2 separate regions of the Mus musculus genome follow, and region 2 is linked to region 1. A link is a contact called in public Hi-C data. All regions are on one chromosome and are shown on one strand. Each heading gives the region's core, a stretch centred on a gene start, on an enhancer-like site or on the middle of the called end of the contact. The rest is flanking DNA. Distances are from core to core; before and after follow the strand shown. Region 1 holds the start of Bdp1 (B double prime 1, subunit of RNA polymerase III transcription initiation factor IIIB). Region 2 holds the start of Sgtb (small glutamine-rich tetratricopeptide repeat (TPR)-containing, beta).

What was found. A called contact is a pair of places that touch in the nucleus more often than the background predicts.
Region 2: a Hi-C map of B cells shows a contact between it and region 1, with 5 read pairs. The contact joins the promoter of Sgtb here to the promoter of Bdp1 in region 1. A contact is called at or near these places in 2 of 484 Hi-C or Micro-C datasets (B cells and muscle stem cells).

Annotation. Positions count from the first base shown.
Region 1 is chr13:100,101,915-100,107,086 of GRCm38.p6, reverse strand. It overlaps Bdp1 (B double prime 1, subunit of RNA polymerase III transcription initiation factor IIIB), which reads left to right and starts at 3,017. Exons shown (of 39, transcript NM_001081061.1): 1 at 3,017-3,460. The coding sequence starts at 3,249.
Region 2 is chr13:104,107,717-104,112,888 of GRCm38.p6, reverse strand. Sgtb (small glutamine-rich tetratricopeptide repeat (TPR)-containing, beta) reads right to left here and starts at 3,148. Exons shown (of 11, transcript NM_144838.2): 1 at 2,920-3,148; 2 at 1,700-1,819. The coding sequence starts at 1,799. It overlaps Nln (neurolysin (metallopeptidase M3 family)), which reads left to right and starts at 3,275. Exons shown (of 13, transcript NM_029447.2): 1 at 3,275-3,473. The coding sequence starts at 3,433.

The DNA.
Region 1 (5,172 bases), core at 1,768-4,267:
TTTAAAGTTTTCATTGTAGAGGGTTTTTTTTAAAACTCTTTTGTTATGTATATTCTAAATATTTTATTTTATTTGAGAGACTGGGAAGAGGAGCGTGCCATGATCTCTTTCTCAGCATGCTTGTTACTCATATGTATTAAGACTGGTAAACTTTGTAAGTCAATTATGTATCATAACACTTTGCTGAAATTACTGAAAATTTCTATATTTTTTCTAGTCAAATTTTGGGAACATTGGGTATAAGATAATATAATCTTCAATTGAAAATAAAAAAATATATGTATAAAATCTATTTTATATGTATAGGTGTTTTGACTGAATGTATATCTGAAATTATGTTTTCTGAGTTCTCAAGTTACAAGGATGTACACCATGCACACAGAGTACATTGAGAGTTTCTGCCAGAGGACCAGGAGTGTGCCTTTCATTTCAGAGGAAGAGGCAGATAGGTCTTGGTGAATTCCTAGTCTACACACCAAGCAGAGTTCCAGGACAGCCAAGGCTGCTTAATGAGATCTTGACTCTGTCTTCAGAGATCCTGAAGGACATGGCAAACGCTGGAGAAAACTAGACTATTGTTTGCTTGGGTTTTTTTTTTTTTTAGTGTGTGTGTGTGTGTGTGTGTGTGTGTTGGCTCCCCTGGAGCTGGACTGAGAGGCATTTGTGAACTAGCTGCCATGGTCACTGGGATGCAAATTCTGGTCCTCATGATGGAATGCAAGTGCTTAACTGCTGAACCATGTCACCAGCCTCCAAATTGTAGAATTTTAAAATTACTGGTGACACTAACAACTTACTTCACAAACTTGTGTAACACCTGTCTTGTGATGTATTTAAGTAAAAGTAAAAGTTACTTTGTTGCAAGAGCTGGAGAGATGACTCAGCAGTAAGGAGCAATTGTTATTCAGCACCTACAGAGTGGCTCACAACCATCTATAACATCAGTACAGGGGAATCTGATGCTGTCTTCTCATCGTCCTAAGGCCCCCACTGCCAGGCACGTGCATGGTGCACATGCATGCATGTAAACTTACTCATACATATAAAAATAAATACATCTATAAAACACAATAAAATGTTCATAAAATAAATTTTTTGCTTTATGCCTTTACGAGTAGGGAATTAAATCTTAATCATTTTGATTTCCTTATCTACAAAGTTGTGACATCTTGGATTTTTAGGTAGAACACAGGATTATGAAAAGGCCTTGCATAAGAGCTTGCTGTAGAAAGCTGTATGTCCCAGCAGTGACTACAAGATTCTTTGAGGTATCTTTAGCATGGTATTATTTCTCAAATACTTATTTATTAATGAAGTCTTGATCTGTAACTTTAGCTGGCTTGGAACTAGCTATTTAGAACAGGCTGTTTTCAAACTCATGTAGTTCCCCTGTCTCAGCCTTGGCCTCTGGAGTGATGAAATTACAAGCATGTGCTATTATTACTCCTGGCATTTTGAGATGTCGTGAGCATCTACATCTATTTGATGCTCAGTACTAAACTGCACTCCCACCTTCTTCAGGTTTCCTGTGTTTGTTCTCTCTCTCTCTCTCTCTCTCTCTCTCTCTCTCTCTCTCTCTCTCTCTTCTGAAAAGGTTTCATGTAGCAGAGGCTGGTTTGCAATCTGATACCTATTTTCCTTGTCAAGTTGCCCTACTGCCAGTACCGCAGGACTCTTCCATCACCCTTGAAATCTCATCATATTTAATATATTCTTGTTGATCTTGTTCATTTATTTTGTATTTTCTCCTCTGTAACATACAATGTCTTATTTATTGCTCCGTTGATATCTCTGGAAGCAATAAATTTTGCAACATTCGTGTGCAAAATGTGGAGTATAATCATTTTTGACAGTTTTTATTTTAAAGTGTACAAAAGCCCATATAGTGGATGTCCTGTGAAGTGTTTCATGGCTTCTCTTTGCGATTTCCTCACACAGAATTTCAACCTTTTTTTTTACTCAATTAAAAATTTCTTGGCGGAGGTTGGGGGTTGGACAGATGGCTCAGTAGATCCATTTCCTGCTCTTCCAGTAGGTCCTAGTTTTGGTTCCCAGCACCAGCATCAGGAGTCTGATAACTACCTGTAACTTTTCAGTCTCCCGCAAACTCGCTCTCTCCATACTCATAGTTAAAACTTTTTTTTTTCCTAGCAGGGTATGGTAGCCTATACATACCTGTAATCTCAACATTGAGCCCGTGCAGGCAGGAGGATCAAGAGTTGAAGGGCAGCCTTAGCTATAAGAGGCCCTGTCTCAAAAACCCTAAAACAAACAGGTTCTATGCTCTGGGGATGCACTGGTGCTAAGGCACTACTCTCATACTATTTTATCTTATTGTAATTTTGAGGTAAGTCTTGTCAGATAGTCCAGGGCTCGGAACTTGTGACCTCTTTATTTCGGTTTCTCCAGTGCTGGGATTGCAGGCACGCACCACCATGCTCTGCATTCTTGCACACTTTGACTCTTCTCGAAAACTCCTTAATAGTTCATAAAAGATTCAGTTAAGTAGGTTGGGGATGGACGTTCCATGGCAGTGTGCATGCCGAGAATGCAGGGTTTGTGAGGGATCCTGGGTTCAAACCCTAGCACCACTGGCGAGAAATTAAAAGTTTGAGCCGGGCAGGCAGGGGTGGCGCACGCTTTTAATCCCAGCACTTGGGAGGCAGAGGTAGGCAGATTTCTGAGTTCGAGGCCAGCCTGGTCGACAGAGTGAGTTCCAGGACAGCCAGGGCTACACAGAGAAACCCTGTCTCGAAACGGCCCCCCCCCCAAAAAAAAAAAAAAAAAAGTTTGACCTGGAGGATTCAGCTGCTTCCGCTCTCTCTTTTCAACAACTCCCAAGGTCTTACAAAGGAAAGAATATCTGTCTTCGAATCAAAAAAAAAAAAAAAAAAAAAAATCTCTGGTTTACAGGTAACCGAAGCTACAGAGCGTTGCAGTTGCTATGGCTCCCGGCGCCCGGAGTCTGACGTCATCGTCGGCGCCGAATGATTACGCATTGCTTCCGGCGCCTTTCGCGAGCCGGGACGCGGGGAGGAGAAACTTAGCTTTTAGTGTGGCAGGGTCATGAAGAGGAGGCGGTGGCGGGAGAGCGGAGGAGGCGGAGGGGGCGCAAAACTGCGGTAGCCAGCGCTGGACTGGTGGTTGTGGACGTGTGGGAGGGTGAGAGTGTCAGCCTGCGGGCAGCGGCCGGGGCTCTGGGCTGAGCGCGGCCGCGGAGCCGCCGCTCTCGGCCCCCTGGCTCCGCCATGTTCCGCAGGGCACGCCTTAGCGTGAAGCCAAATGTCAGGCCTGGTGTAGGGACCAGGGGCTCCGCCGCTCCCAATCCCCAGCGTGGACCAGAGGCTCCCAGGCCTCCGGAGCCTGCCACCGAGTCAGCTCCGAAGCCAGCGGAGCCCACAGATGTGCCTGCAGTGGATTCCGGGGGAGCAGAACCCCAGGAACAGGCTCCCGGGAGCAGGTAAGGTCTTCTATCAAGCTGAGCTGTTGGATTTTTACCACGGAGCACCTCTCCTGCAACAAGCTTTTGATTTGAGCTGGATGAAACCACTTCTAGTTGTAGTTTTATTCCGTGATCTGAGGGTGCGACTACTATGACTCTGTCACGATCTTAAGATTCCCGAGGAGACAGTGTCTTGCCTTATCTTACAGAGATGGGAATCCAGGCTTAAGGATTTTGAAGTCAAGAATGTAGACGCACCATCACTTGGAAATTTAATTAATTGTCCTGGAGTACTTTACACTGAAAGCACTTTGGGATTTTCATTTTGTGGATATTTATTTTTGAAAGGAGAGCACCAGTGCTGATTTTTTTTCCTCCCTCCACGCGGTGATGCGGTTGAACCCAAGGCCTCATGGAGTGTTAGGTAAACGCCCTGCCCCTGAGTCAAAGGGAAGAGGCTTAGGTTACTTATTTTGGTTCGAGTGCATACTTCTTTATTGTAACTACGTTTCCTGAATCAAGACGCCTGGCTTTAGTGACAAATACCACATTTGAATTTAGGACGCTCCTACTTAGCTTAGCAAGTTTAAGTAGGTTGTTCTCAGAGAAAATTTGTTCCTGGTGTCAAGTTAGTACCTCCTTTAGGACAATATTGTGAGATCAGATAGGATTACATAAACTGCCTTACATGCCACATGGTAGAATAGTTCCCCCAAATTTACTAAAAAAAAAAATTTGATTACTTTCAAAAAAAGGTGATGAGACCGAGTATGGTGTCACAACTTTAGTCCTAGCAATAGGGAGGCAGAGGCCACCCTGCTTTAGGACAGTCAGCCCCATAGTGAGAACCCGTCTCAAAAAACAAAACAGTGGAGAAAGGTGATGGTACAAATTAAATATGTGACGGGTTAATATGGTGACTGTAGTGTTTTATAATATACAGAGGAAAAAGCCAGTAAGTAATCACATTAAGTGACAGGGAGATGGTACAATTTATGTTTGCATAGTAACAGCATTTCTTCTGTTAATCAGAGTTTGTGCTGTGTGTTATTTTGGCATTCCAATTATGCACCATGATTTCAACATTTTTTTTTTTAAACTTGGATCTGTTTGAAAATTTTCTGCTTAGAATAGAAATACCAGTATTGGTCACTGCTCCAAATTTGGAAAATTTTGTTAACTATATAGGAAGGCATAATGATTGATATTTTATAAATTCCCATAGGCCATAGTCCTGAGACATGCTTGAGAATATTTTAGTTGACAATTAGAGTACATCATATACTATGCATATAAACTATATGTGTGAATGTGTATATACATACACACATATAGTTTGTCTGTTTGGGGGGGACAAGATTTAACTATGTAGCTTTGACTTGCTGGAAGTCTCTTACCTCCTGAGTGCTGGCATTAAAAGCATGAGCCACCAGGCCCACCAAGTTTTTTGTTGTTGTTTTTAAGGTAGAGTTTCATCTAGCTCAGGTTGACCTAGAACTCTCCATGCATGAAAAGACACCTTTAAGTTTCTCATCCACCTGCTTTACCTTCTGAATGCTGAGATTACAGATATGTGCCATCATGCCTGGTGTATGTAGTGCTGAGTATGAAAGCCAGGGCTCTGCGTGCCATTCAGGCTCTGTGCCAGCTTAACTACATCCCTGGTCCTTGTTCCTTATTTGATGAGAGCATTCATTCGTTTTGCTAGTTGTAGAAACCAACGGAGTATA
Region 2 (5,172 bases), core at 1,899-4,398, 4.0 Mb before region 1:
ATGCAAACATGTCTCCGGACTTTACAGGACTCCCCTGAATTCAGAAACACTGATCTGCTGTACAACCAAGCGGTTGAGATCAGAGGAGCAGAAAAACCCAAGAGGCCAGTGGAAGAGAAAGACAAGAATTTTCCGGGAGTTTGTCGGGATTGGAAGGAGTTACTGACGACTGAAGTAATGCTTTCTAGCGTGACTGACGAGAGTGACTGACAGGATGCTGAAACCACAACAAACAGAGAGGACGTCAGAGAGGACAACAATCAGGACTCTGGGGACAAACAGCAAAGCTGGTAGAACGGGGCTCCGCACAGTGGGAAAGCTGCTGCTCCAACAACCCATCCTTCCCTAAGGCTTTTTTAAATGTCTAGAAGGTGGGCAGACAACTCCACATGATTTCATGTTCAATTAAATTAGACTCACAGAGTCAAAAATAGGGGTCAGTCACAAACAATTGGCACCATTTCTGACTTCATATATAACAAACAGCTGAAGGCACATATTTTTGGCTGAATGCCACTCTAAAAATAGGACATAACATCTTGGTTTTTAAAATACTCTCGATTTTCTTTCTTCTTCATAAAAAAAACATCATACTGCCTTAGACGAGAAGAGAAATATCTTTTTTTAATTATGTGATTGCCTTCCTCTGTTGCTACAGAGCAACTGCAATCAAGACTTTCCTTTGATAGCCAAACTACCTTTATCTTTCCCGAGGTCTGATGATCAGAGAGGACAAAGACCTTAATATTAAATGGGCGAATTTGCAATGTCCTCCCACTGTGCCTCACCCCCTCCTCTCATTGTCGCCTGGAAAGACATCATCTCACCAGAGGAACAAATACCCAACTTTGATGTACATCTAACTTAAAGCATGTCGACAAAGGAAGTATACAGAATTAATAGATGATCCCCTCTATAGGAGAGGCAGCTCGGAGAAGGGAATTCCAACCTGCCTGCTATTTATTAAGCTCTCCCCAGTGTGCTCCCATTGTGATAATTAAGTCTGCAGACCACAAGGAAGCTAGGCTCACTGAACTTTCACCAGCCTGTCTATATCGTTTTGCCTTCTTATGGCTATACCGAGTTAAAATTTTATAATGCATAAACATGAAGTGATGGCGTCAAGGAAATGCCATGGTGCTCCTCCAGTCCTGCTTAGCTTTACTGAATCCAAGATTTAAAGCTCACGGAAAACAAGGGCGAAATTCTCTCATCCTCCAAAGCACCGTTTGCTAGAGTTCGGTAACAGTACTAATTAATTACTGAGTTGTTTTGTTTTTAACACGGTGCTATTGCCATGACTAAGGTATTTTCGTATGTTCAGAATGAGATTCTTTGCTATTAGGAAAATAGGGGGAAATCTTTGAAGTATAGATTTGAATGTAAACATCAGCTTTGTTACATGGTAGCCGTTCTGCTGCTTAAACAATCTAATTTCCTAGTCTGTTCATTGGGGATAATGTTCCCATGATGAAAAACTTCCCTAAAATATGAATGACATACTTCTGACAGTAATTTTTCAGTAGACAAATAGTCCTATTTCCTATTAGTTAAAACAAACCTCAAAAAATGGAAATAACATATCTAGTTAAGCCTCTCAACAAAATATTCTGATTTTGTTATTAAAAACCATAAGCTTTGGATTGTAGCTATTTTAGTATTTCTTTACAAAATTAGGACACAAACAATAGGTGCCTACCTTCCAAACTTTCTTGTTCATCAGAAGTATATGCATCCATCTGACTTTGTTCCCGCAAGAAACGAATAACTGCATAAACTAGGGGCTTCACAGATGACATTTTAGACGCTTAAATATCTCCTTGATTAAAAAAGAAGAAGAAAATAACAAGGGTCATCCACCAAGTTCAAAGCAATAAAAGCAAAAATATTCATTACCTTGATTACTTTTCTCTCTTTAAAGGGTCCAGAAAGCACAAGTGGTTATAGTCATGTATTCCACATGCTCATTCAGACCCAGCACTATTCAACTATGTTAAAGCTTGCATCAGTAAAAAAATAAAAATAACAAAGACAGATTTTCAAAACATGTGTAGCAACGCCTAGAGCTCACCGTGTCTTAACAGCATATATGATACAGATACAAGAAAGTATAGGAGTGCAGACATATGGAGAATCACCCTTGAAAGGCCTCGCTTCTAAGTTGAGGGAGATCTCGTACTGCTGACTCAGAATGTGAGCCATAGTGAGAGCATCTTCCTTTATTCCAAGAGATTTTTTTTAATGTATTAATCATTTATACTCTACTACTTTTGTAGGTTAAGAGTCACTTGCTGACGACAAGGCTCTGTGGAAAGGTTATTCAACCATTGAGTGTTATTGTTAAAACCCGGCGTTTCTATTTAATCAGTACACTGGTCAGAAATCACCGTCTAACCCGATAGATAGTACAAACCGATCTGCCCCTGCCTGCAGTAGCTGTGCTCTCGTGGACAAGCTGGAAGCTCCTGGCCGCGTTCATTCACATGGAATACTATGCATCCAAACAGTGGCGCAGGGCCAGGTGGCATTAATGGCTTATTTCCACTAAATCGTATCAGCAATCTGCTCCCCGGGATCCCTAATTCACAGCCAGGGTGTGGTACCCGCTTCTAGGATGTTTATTAGCTTTGTACTTCTTTTAAAGGCGAATCTACTCCCTAGGCCAGAGAGGTTATTTCACTCTCTGACTAAGGACCCGGGGCAGAAGAGGGAAACAGAATGGGGGTGGGGAGAGCTGTCCAACCTCCTCCAAGCTTCCCCTCCTACATCTCCAATCACATCCACCTCCCACCCCCATGGTTCCCTCCCCGTTGTACCCCGGCTTTGCCTCAGCCCAGACAGTGTTTGCAGGGGGTGCGCGGTGCAGGCCTCCATCTGGGGCTGCGGGAGACGCACCCTTTCCAGAGAGAAGCCCCTTACCACGAGAGGACACGAGATGACGGCTGCGGGCCCGGGGGCGTCGGGAAGCGGGTCCGCCTGTCCCCGCGGTCCTCGGGGCTTGAGCGGTGTTCTGGATCGCAGAGGGGGCCACGGCTCCCAAACTTCCCCCGCTCCAATGCTGCCGCCGCCGCCGCCCCCTCAGCCCACCCGGCTGCTCGCAAGGCTCTCGGACGACAGTGCTTGCTGGATCCGCCCCAGGGGCGGAGCAGGGCACGGAGGGGTGGGGTGGAGGCGGGGCAGAGAGAGGGGCGGGGCGATGGACTCGGGGCGGGGACGGAGCCGGATGCGGGGCGGGGCTAGGGGCGGGGCCACGGCGTAGGCGTGGGCCTGCAGCACGTGGGAGGGCGCTGGCTAGCGGCCTCAGTCTCGAGATCTGGTCTGCTCCGCTCTGCCCGCTCTCGGCTTCCGGGCTCGCAGACTCCACCGCCCGCCTCCTGCACCTACCAAGCCGGAGGACCACGCGCCAGCTGCTGCCGGCCTCCCGGCCTGCCCATGATCACCCTGTGCCTTTCGGCTCTGCGAGGCCTCCACAGGTACTCTAGTGGGCGGGTTAACCTTGACCGTGGGCAAGGGTGGGGTCGTCTGTCGACGACAGCCGTGGGGCCTGGTGCAGCCCTACTACACCCACCCAGGATGCCTCTGGGACTGTTCTTTCCCTCTGCCTGCTTGATGGACTCTGTAGGGACACCTGGTGCAGCAACCTGGGGCCACCTTTCCCTTGCCGCTTCCCCCAGGAGGCCGTCCTTTCCCCTTTGTTTGGGATTGCTTCAGCCGCAGTCTGTGAGAATTGTTGGGTTCACAGACCCAACCCAAAATAAATACGGAAGGATAGACCGACGCGCCCTTCAGACCTGCGGACCTGATACAGAGAGTGCCGCAGCTGTGGACTCCAGAAAGCAAGCATTTTCGTACGCACCTCATGCACTTGTTAGCGGTCCAGGCGTTTAATATACACCCGAGACCGCTTTGGTTTTCATACTTATTTCCGTCCTTGCTTTCTAACTTCATTTTTATATCCCTCCTTCCTTAAAACATTCGATCTCTTAACCTGGCAAATTGACTTGGTCCAGAATTGTTGCTTGGACACGGTTTGAATTGCTTCCTAGCGCTCTAACCACACCCCTCTGCAACAGACCAGTAGCAAAATGGTGAGAGAATTAAATTCTTTGCACGGATATGCCGGGTTTTCGGGAACAAAGCCGCCACCACCTCCCATTGCCAAATCTGCCTTACACTGAAATTTCATGTGAAAGTTCAACGGGGAAAAAAGAACTTTGTGGGGTTTGTAGATGTGCACACAACTATTTCAACCATCAGCATTTCTGCTTTTCGTCATTTTCTATTGTGCTTTGCCACTCATCTGCGTGGATCACTGTGTTCCTTAGCCCTTGTGCACCCAGGGGACAATAGTGATTCTTCAGAGTTCACCTGATGACTGTGACCATTATTTGAGCAAGGTTTGTTGTTTTCTGGTCTCCAGGCTGGAAGTGGTAAAGCTGTCAAATGAAGTTCTTTTTTCCATTTAATGGAAAGCAAGAAGAGAGAATAAATTTCCATTATAACGCTGCTAGCTCTCTTTTCTAACTTTTTAATATTAAGACCCCTTTACCTTTAAAAATTGCTGAAAACCTAGGAACATTAATTTTGTTGTTGTCGATTATATCTACCGATAGTTAACCATATACAATTAAAACTGGGACATTCGGGCTGGAGAGATGGCTCAGTGGGTAAGAGCACCCGACTGCTCTTCCGAAGGTCCAGAGTTCAAATCCCAGCAACCACATGGTGGCTCACAACCATCCTTAACGAGATCTGACTCCCTCTTCTGGAGTGTCTGAGGACAGCTACAGTGTACTTACATATAATAATAAATAAATAAATCTTTAAAAAAAAAACTGGGACATTCATAAAGATTAATGTTTATCAAGTAGTAATAAATATATGCGTATTTTTCCATTTATCTTGTCAGTGGATGCTGGAGTGACTTAATACAAAATGGCTTGATTACTACACATACCTGTACATTTAAGCTGTTTCTCCATTTTATTTTGATTTAAGAAGGAAAACCTTACTTCACATTCATATATAGGTAGAAAGAGAAGAATTTTTTTAAGCTTTATTTATTTTATTTATATGAGTATACTGTAGCTGTCTTCAGACACACCAGAAGAGGGCATCAGATCCCGCTACAGATGGTTGTGAACCATCATGTGGTTGCTGGGAATTGAACTC